Linked DNA regions of Gossypium hirsutum: all the other regions are linked to region 2. A link is a contact called in public Hi-C data. All regions are on one chromosome and are shown on one strand. Each heading gives the region's core, a stretch centred on a gene start, on an enhancer-like site or on the middle of the called end of the contact. The rest is flanking DNA. Distances are from core to core; before and after follow the strand shown. Region 1 holds the start of LOC121232203. Region 2 holds the start of LOC107953154. Region 3 holds the start of LOC107953116 (BEL1-like homeodomain protein 1).

Region 1 (2,700 bases), core at 61-2,560, 210 kb before region 2:
TTACTGGGCCTTCAAATGCTGGGTTGAAGTGTGCCTTAATATCACCCGATTTACTAGCTTACGATTTTGGGTCACAATCATTTTCAAAGTTACCTGCATTTAACAAAACAGCCCCAAGTTCTTGATTAGTCGGGAATCAATTAAGATTTGGAAAAACCTAGGTCTTTTCGGTATTAGGCCACACAAGAGAGGCCTGTTTGTCACTAACGACCATAAAAAGAGGCGACGGCCTGTTTGACTTTTCCACCGCTCCATTAGCGTGATTGCCCGTGGTCCCCATACTCATAGGACCAATAGATATCGAAGGGACTTCTTTAGATTGATAGGCCTGCTGACGTGATCTATTTAGGTGTTCTTTAGGCGATGGCCCAACTAGAGACCCATTCGACGTACTATCATTTAATAGAGGCTTTTCAGCCTTATTCTGTCATTACCATAGCCCAAATGAGCTCCCTCCCCAATACGTTTAGCTTCTGAAATAGTTATATTAGTTTGGGCTTCCAAATCCAGGTCCAAATCATAAGTCTTCTTTTGAGCTCCTAAACCAATGTCCAAATTTTTAGCATTATTAATATGCGGGGAAGGCAAAGATTTAATAAACTCTTCTTCTCTAGAATCAAGAATGGACACATCAGATTCCACCGCTTGAAGATTTAGTTCCCTTAAATCTGTTAACATCTCCTTTTCACCACCCGTCTTCTCGCCTTCAACGGTAAGGGCATTAAATCGAGAGCCTAACCTTCCTTTTCCAGCATCCATATCACCAGAATCACGAGTATTCCCTGATCTTCGGCGGGATTTACACTCCACCAACATCCACGGTCTGAAAGCTGGTTCAGAGATCTTCCCCGGTTTGTCCTTTTTACTGTTAGGATCACCATCGGCCACCACTTTGTCACTGACTTTGTCCGATGTTTCTTTTGACAAGGAACACAAGTCCTTCACATGCCCGTATTTTCCACAGGTAAAGCAAACCGTTGGTAAGGCCTCATAAACCACCCGTTGCATTTCTCTATTAACACAGATTTGAGAAATAAGAGGTTTATCCAGGTTGATAAACAAAGCCATCCTAGCGAATCTGTTCCTAGTTCTATTATTGGTCTTAAAATCAAACTTTACAACCTTACCGATCAGACTTCCAATTGCTTCGAGAATCTTTCTTTTGTACATAAACCCTGGTAATCCAGATAACCTGATCTAGGCCATAACTACACCTGGGTATGGTTGAAGGGGAAAGAAATCTTTTGTCCATGGCTGGACTATCAAATATTGCCCAAAATTTATCCATGGTCCCTGTGTAAGGACATTGTCATAATCCTCCTTGTTTTGGAATTTAGCCAAAAAATACACATTCTCAATACCCATTAATTGGAATGGTTGTATAGGTCTCCAAAGGCTACTGATTCGATTAAAAAGAACACTATAACTGATATTTCGCCAAGTAATCTTAAGACTACTGTCATCTCTATCTCCTTATATAAGATTTCTTTAACACGATCAGAGAACTCAATTGTTGGAATGCCATTAATAGTGGACCTTATAATATCATCGTCTAACAGAATAAAATCTTCATCACTTCCCCCCTCAAATCCCGCGACTTCCTGACTAGTCCCAGACGAACCAGCCTCAAAAAGTTTATCTTTCCACGACATTGCCGCATTCAAATGTGGATCAAAGTCCACAGCCATGTCCACAGAAGCCCCATCGGAAACATCTTTAAACCTAACTTTCTTGGCATTGCGATCTTCAGATAGCCGCGAACCGTCATCACCATCGGAAGCTTTCAGAGAGTTTTCCATGCTATCTTCGAAGTTGGGTTAATTTGAATTTTACTCCTTTTCCCTTTTAGGCTAATGGGATAACAATATTCAATTTTTTCATTGAATTAATGTCAAGAGTGCATCGAGTACTAATTAAAAGAATTTTTATTTGATAATATATATCATATTAAGACCTTTTTTTATATATTTTTAAAAACAATTTGAAGTAAACTCAAATTTAATGGATAAATGGTGACTACGTACCAACATTAACATCCTAAAGCCCTGGATTTTATGGATTAAATTAAAGTTTGATTTAATTTTTATAAATATATTTTTACATGCGTGTTATAATTTAATTTTATTTATGAAATTAACAAAAACTAGGTGTATAATACATTAAAAATAAAATTAAAATCAATAAATGTTTTGAGCTGCTTAAGGAGACATCAAATTACAAATTGGTTTGAGTGTACCGGTAAAAACATAAAAGAAAAAGATTTAATGATAAATTTAGTCACTAATGTTTGCATGTTTTCTCAAAATGATCTTAATTATATTTTTGAATATTTTTGGCCATCAACTTTATTTTTTTAATCTATTTTTTAATAGATTTAATGAATAAATTCAAAGTTCCAATTTTTTCTTTTTTTGTAAGAGATTTCAATCTTTCGTACGTTGTTTAATGAGAAGTTTTTTTATTAAGTTAATTCTTTTAGATAATTATACTTATTTTCTTTAAACTAAGAGTTGTTTTTAATTTAATATTTTATTTTTTTATTTTATTATATAATTATTTTATTAGATTATCTAAATAATAAAATATATTTCATTACAAATATTTCACATATAAAATTATACCTCATCTTCATTAACTTTTTAACTATACTTTTATTAAATGTGTTAGAAAAATATATTAAAAAAATTGATGATAAAAAAA
Region 2 (2,713 bases), core at 102-2,601:
ATTTGCAAGAAATTAATTTATTAATTGTATTTGCCTCAAGTTGATATTTCTATTTTTCAAATTGCTTGATTTTAATCCTAAAGCTAACATATTCCATTTGGATGGTTAACTTTTTTTTATTTACATTTCATTTTCTTGTTGAGTGGACATTTACGAGTATCATAATGATAAAACTAAAACGGAGACCCTAAAAAGGCAGAAAATTTTTTAAATCCACTTCAAAAAAAAATAATGAGAAAGAATTAAACAAAACCTAAAATGGTCAACAAGAAAAAAGACCAATGAGAGAAAATAAAAATAAGAACAAAGTTTCAAAAGAACTACCTCTTGATAATTCCACATAAAAACCCATTTTTTCAGTTTTTTTTTAGGGGGTTCTTTTGAAGTGGAAATCAATGAACAAAAGGAAGCAAAAACAAACAACAGTAACAACAAAAGAAGAAGAAGAGGAGGAGAAGGAGGAGGAGGGGAAGAGTCAATAAAGGTTATATAAATGAAACAAATTATTAATGGTAATTAAAAGCAAGAAAATGTTTTCCCATCAAATGACTAAGAAATCGAAAGATTTGGGTTCCATGTGAAATTATCAGGCGGGTCTTTTGAATTTTTTTGTTCTTTCTTTTAGTGTCTTATTGATTTTCCTTCTTGCCTACCATTTCCAAGCTCTGTGGATCTTTTGTAGTGTCTTACTAGTTTATAAATTGAAAAATTGGGTTTCATGTGAAATTATCAGTGGACTATTTAGATATTCTATTGGTATAAGTTGAGTATTCATGTGGAGATGAGCTCTTTCAATGAGGTGTTGTAGTGAACATTAAGAACAATGTTTAGTTTAAGTGTGGGAGAGAGTATGTTAAGTTGTTTAATTCTTTAGAATTTTTCAAACTTTTCAATTTTTTCTTGTTGCATGATGCTTTATTCATGATCATGATATTGAAATATTTTGGTTTATGCAAAGCATGATGTTATAAGTGTGGATATATGAATGGAGTAGTTGCATGGTTGATTGGTTAGTTCAATATGAGACGTTTTAGTTCTTATGTGTTAATGAGATGTAGATATCTTAATTTTGATTTGGAATTTTTGTATATGTTCATACCATGTGATAAATGGATGATGAGATTGCGGCAAAGTTATTGTCTGTAGAAGTGAATAATTCAATGTTTTTTTTGAAGAAAAATTTGCTGGATTTTATTATAATAAACCAACTCAAAAGTAAAACCAAAATGACATGGGTCATAAAAGACCAGTCCAAACTTATAAACAAAGAAAAGCCCACAAAAGCCAAAACCAAAAAACAAAAACAAACACCAAAAGAAAAAACAACCCAACAACCAAGATCCAGCAAACAGCAAAAAAAAGGGGAGCTCTAGAAACGTCTTCTCCAGCTGTACTCCAGTAATTAAAACCCCTTTTGAAAAAATAAACAAGAAACGTATGGGGAAACAAAAAGTCATCAGAAAACTTAATTACCCTCATATCAATCCCATCAAAACCTCTTCAATACCCCGATGTACATTGAAAGATCAAAACCCATTGGAACTCTCAGCAAAATCAAAATTGCAGAAAACTTTCTCCAACTTCTTCATCTCTTCTTCCCCAAACCTCACCCACGACCTCCATCCTCCTCCTGTCTTCAGCCATCGCCTCCACCGCACCAAGAGGTACCATATTTGTCAGGTAAGTAGATTCTCTTTTCTTGAGTCCTTCTTTTGCTAAACAATGGGCAACTCTGTTAGCCTCCCTGTTTGTGAAAAGAAAAACACAAAGATTAAATTGACAGCAGAGATACTGAGCATCTTTGATATACCCAGAAATTTTCGATCTATCCGTTTTCTCTTGCAGTTTCCTGATGATCGTTCGAGAATCACCTTCAACCTCAATCTCCCTCAACCCAAGTTGTAACCTCAGCTTCAGTACCTGAAGACACGCTACTGCTTCTGCAGAAAAAACAGACGGTATGTTCAAGTTCATCTCCGTTTTACAACAGATAATCTCTGCTTTACTATTACAAATCACTACCCCAGAGCACGACTCTTTGGTGTGGTTGTTGAAAGCTGTGTCAAAGTTCACTTTCAATCTGGATCCATCGGCGCAGACCATCTGTCAACACAGATCCGTCTTCCAGGTATAGCACTTTTTAGATCATCAAGTTCCTTTAAATATACTTGCACAAAACTTGCAATCTGACTGCCAGTTTAGTTTACCCCATCATGAATGAATTTGTTCCGAGCCATCCATAACACCTATAAAGCGCAGACAATCATTCTACACAAAGCCATGGGTCTAGTCTCAAAGGTATTTTCAACTAATCTGTAAATACTGAATTCTCATCCAATCTAGCCCATGCCATATGTAAATGTTCCCATATATCTTTTGCAGGAGGACATGCCCAGAAAATATGCTCCCTTGTTTCAGCTCCTGTTAGACACCTTCTACACATAAGGGAAGCCATCTTTCTGCGATAATGAAGATTACTAAAACTAGGCATATAGTTACAAAGTATTCTCCATATTGTAATTTTGATTTTAGGGTGTAGATTCATTTTCCATAATTTCTTGTAAATTTGCTTGTGGTCTGAATGTAATTGATCCCGACCTTCTTGTAAAAGAAGTCTGTGACCACTTCGGACCGAGAATTCTCCTGACGACTCACCCCTCCATACAAGAGTGTCTTCATGCTCAAACAAAGGAAGAGGAATACAGAGGATCCT
Region 3 (2,700 bases), core at 201-2,700, 220 kb after region 2:
AATTATTATTTTAACATAAATAAAAAATTAATATATATAATTTATTATTTAGTATGGAATATGATTATTTATCCAATTTAATTTAATTTAATGTCCTCAATAGTCTTTTCCTAATCATCTTAGCGCTACAACTGTAATGAAATCTAAACACATATTTCACCACTAATTTTAATCTCACCGCTATAGTAACTAATCTTATCACCATCATTTTTTTTATCCTCACTTAATCAATCTTACCAATGACCTAAAGGAAGCCTTAAGGTCACTACTGTGGTTGAAAAAATAAAATGAATTGGATCGAGGTTGAAGTTATGTTAGCTGTAATCGTTTTACAATATTAAAATTAATTAGATTGAAATATGTCAAAAGTTCATGTGCTTTTAATAATTTTGAAATTTAGCACTTAGATTTTCATTTCTAGGAATTTAATTCTTCTACTTTTTCTAATTTCAAAATTTAGGTCTAACTGTTAATACTATTAAAATTTAAATCATCGAACCAAATGATTTTCAATTCAATTGTGGTTTTACAATCATGATAAATATATATATAGTTAGCTTTCATTGTTTTTATTCACATTATTTAATTTGAACCCAAAATGTTGCCAATAAATATAAAGGTTGATTTTATGTAATGATTTTTTTTTTGAGATGCTGTTGAGTAATTAATAGGGTTGGAGATAGGGTTAACTAGTAAAATTTCATTTTGATATCAAAAGTTAAAAAGATTTTAACTTCACACAAGTTGGAATATAAATTGTGTGATTTAGATCTTTGCATAACATTGCTACCACAAATATAAATTATAAAGGACAGAAGAAAAGGCAAATGAAAGACAAAGATATAATTGGACAAAGCTTTAAAAAAGCCAACAAAGAGATGAGCCACTTCTCTAACTCTTACTCCTATTGTTGGTCATTATTATTAAAGCCTTCTCTAGAAATTGATATTTCCTTGTTTTTCAGCTGCCCCATTCTTTTAACATCTTTTTTCTTCTTTCTCATATTATACAGTTGCATGTGTTGGATTTTTTAAATAAAGGGTAAAGGGTTCCGAGATTTAAATTTGAGATTTAATAACGAATACTTAGTTGACTTGCATATATTGAATAATACTTACATCTTTTTAAGTACACTTTGCGATTTACCAACCATAATATCTCAGACTAAAAATCACATTGCATTCTAAAGACACTTGTGAGGATCTTGCGAGCCTATAACCTCACAGACATACACAGTAAGTACCACACTCTTCATTTGCATAGACTGTTTGCCAGATATCATATTTATTCATTATCGTGATATGAATAAAATGATTATATATAGATGTGAAACATTTTGAGTTGGATTATGATTATAGTTTTCATTTGGTTCCTAGCAAAGCTTGTTGCTCGCACCTAATTGGAGATAAGATTAAAAGTAAGTGTACAAAAAGCAAAAACAATGTATCAAACAGTGATTTTTTTTCTTTTAAATAGTTCAACCTCAAAGCCCCATTTACAAACCAGCAAAAGCCTGATATTAGAGGGTATCATTTTTTTTCTTTTTCTTTGCTTTCATAGTTGCAATCTTGAAACCTCATCTCTCACCTTTCTCTTTCTTTGAGTTATATTTAGTGAAAAGGGCTGAAAAATAACGAAGAGTCTGAATCTGACAAGGTCATCAAAACCACCAAAAGCTTGAAAAGATTTCTTCCATGACAGACATTTAGACAGAAACGTGTGAGTTGTCAGATGCATATCCTCTCCTTCTCTTGTGTTTTCTTGCCATAATTGGACTGCAAATTTTGTACTAGTTTCCTTTTTATCTGATGGGTTCTTTTCCCTGTTCCCCCGTTTCTTTTCTAATTTTTCTCAGAAGTTGAAGTTTTTTTTTTTTTTTTGATGAGCATATCTATTATCCCGATACCTTAAAATTGTTTCCTTATCTTTCCCTATCTTTCTCTTTCTATACATAAACAACTTTCTTCAGTATTTTATATCTCTCTTGTTTTGTCATCTTCTACCAAAGTATTCACTCAATTTTCTTCTTTTAATTATTTCCAAGTTACAGTTTCAGATCAGGATTGCTAAGCTTCTCTCTTTAATTTTTGCTGTGGGTTTCCCTTTCTTTTGCACGTTATGCTAAGAAAAAGCATGAACTGAACATCAAAATGGGTTGATTTCTTGACTTCAAGTCAAGCTTTAGTCTTCTCTTCGCCAAGTTCTTTGGAGATTTTATTTAACAAGAAGAATTTTGCAGTTCCCGTATACTGCAGCGTCTTTTTTTTTTAGGGCTTTCAAATCAATATGGCGACGTACTCTCATGGGAGCTCAGAATTCCAAGCTGCTTCAGTTGCTGCACCTGATGGGATGCAAACGCTCTATCTCATGAACCCCAACTATATACCCTACTCTGACACAAACCAACCAGTTGCTGCCACTAATCTGTTATTCTTGAACCCCGCCGGCAACGCGCTAAACCCTTCAAGCTTTCCCCACACGCCACCACCTAACTATCACCACCTCCTTGGCCTCCCTCTTCCGACACCCACCGCTTCGATCGTACCGGCCAATTCCAATGAGACCCACCGTCCATCATCCCTTCATGGTATAGTCTCCGGTGTTCACTATAACTCATGGGGATCAAGTTCAACTATTGATCATCAGACTTCATCAGCAAGTACCTATCCTCAGATTGTGTCGACTGCGGTAGATAACTCG

What was found. A called contact is a pair of places that touch in the nucleus more often than the background predicts.
Region 1: a contact with region 2 is called in a Hi-C map of leaf, with 1.7 times the contacts expected there. The contact joins the promoter of LOC121232203 here to the promoter of LOC107953154 in region 2. A contact is called at or near these places in 2 of 34 Hi-C or Micro-C datasets (callus and leaf).
Region 3: a contact with region 2 is called in a Hi-C map of leaf, with 3 times the contacts expected there. The contact joins the promoter of LOC107953116 here to the promoter of LOC107953154 in region 2. A contact is called at or near these places in 6 of 34 Hi-C or Micro-C datasets (callus and leaf).

The regions. Positions count from the first base shown.
Region 1 is chrA07:21,056,669-21,059,368 of Gossypium_hirsutum_v2.1, forward strand. LOC121232203 reads right to left here and starts at 1,311. Exons shown (of 2, transcript XM_041117749.1): 1 at 1-1,311. The coding sequence starts at 1,170. The coding sequence ends at 400.
Region 2 is chrA07:21,268,895-21,271,607 of Gossypium_hirsutum_v2.1, forward strand. LOC107953154 reads left to right here and starts at 1,352. Exons shown (of 5, transcript XR_005930496.1): 1 at 1,352-1,680; 2 at 1,846-2,298; 3 at 2,383-2,713.
Region 3 is chrA07:21,487,653-21,490,352 of Gossypium_hirsutum_v2.1, forward strand. LOC107953116 (BEL1-like homeodomain protein 1) reads left to right here and starts at 1,451. Exons shown (of 4, transcript XM_016888341.2): 1 at 1,451-2,700. The coding sequence starts at 2,287.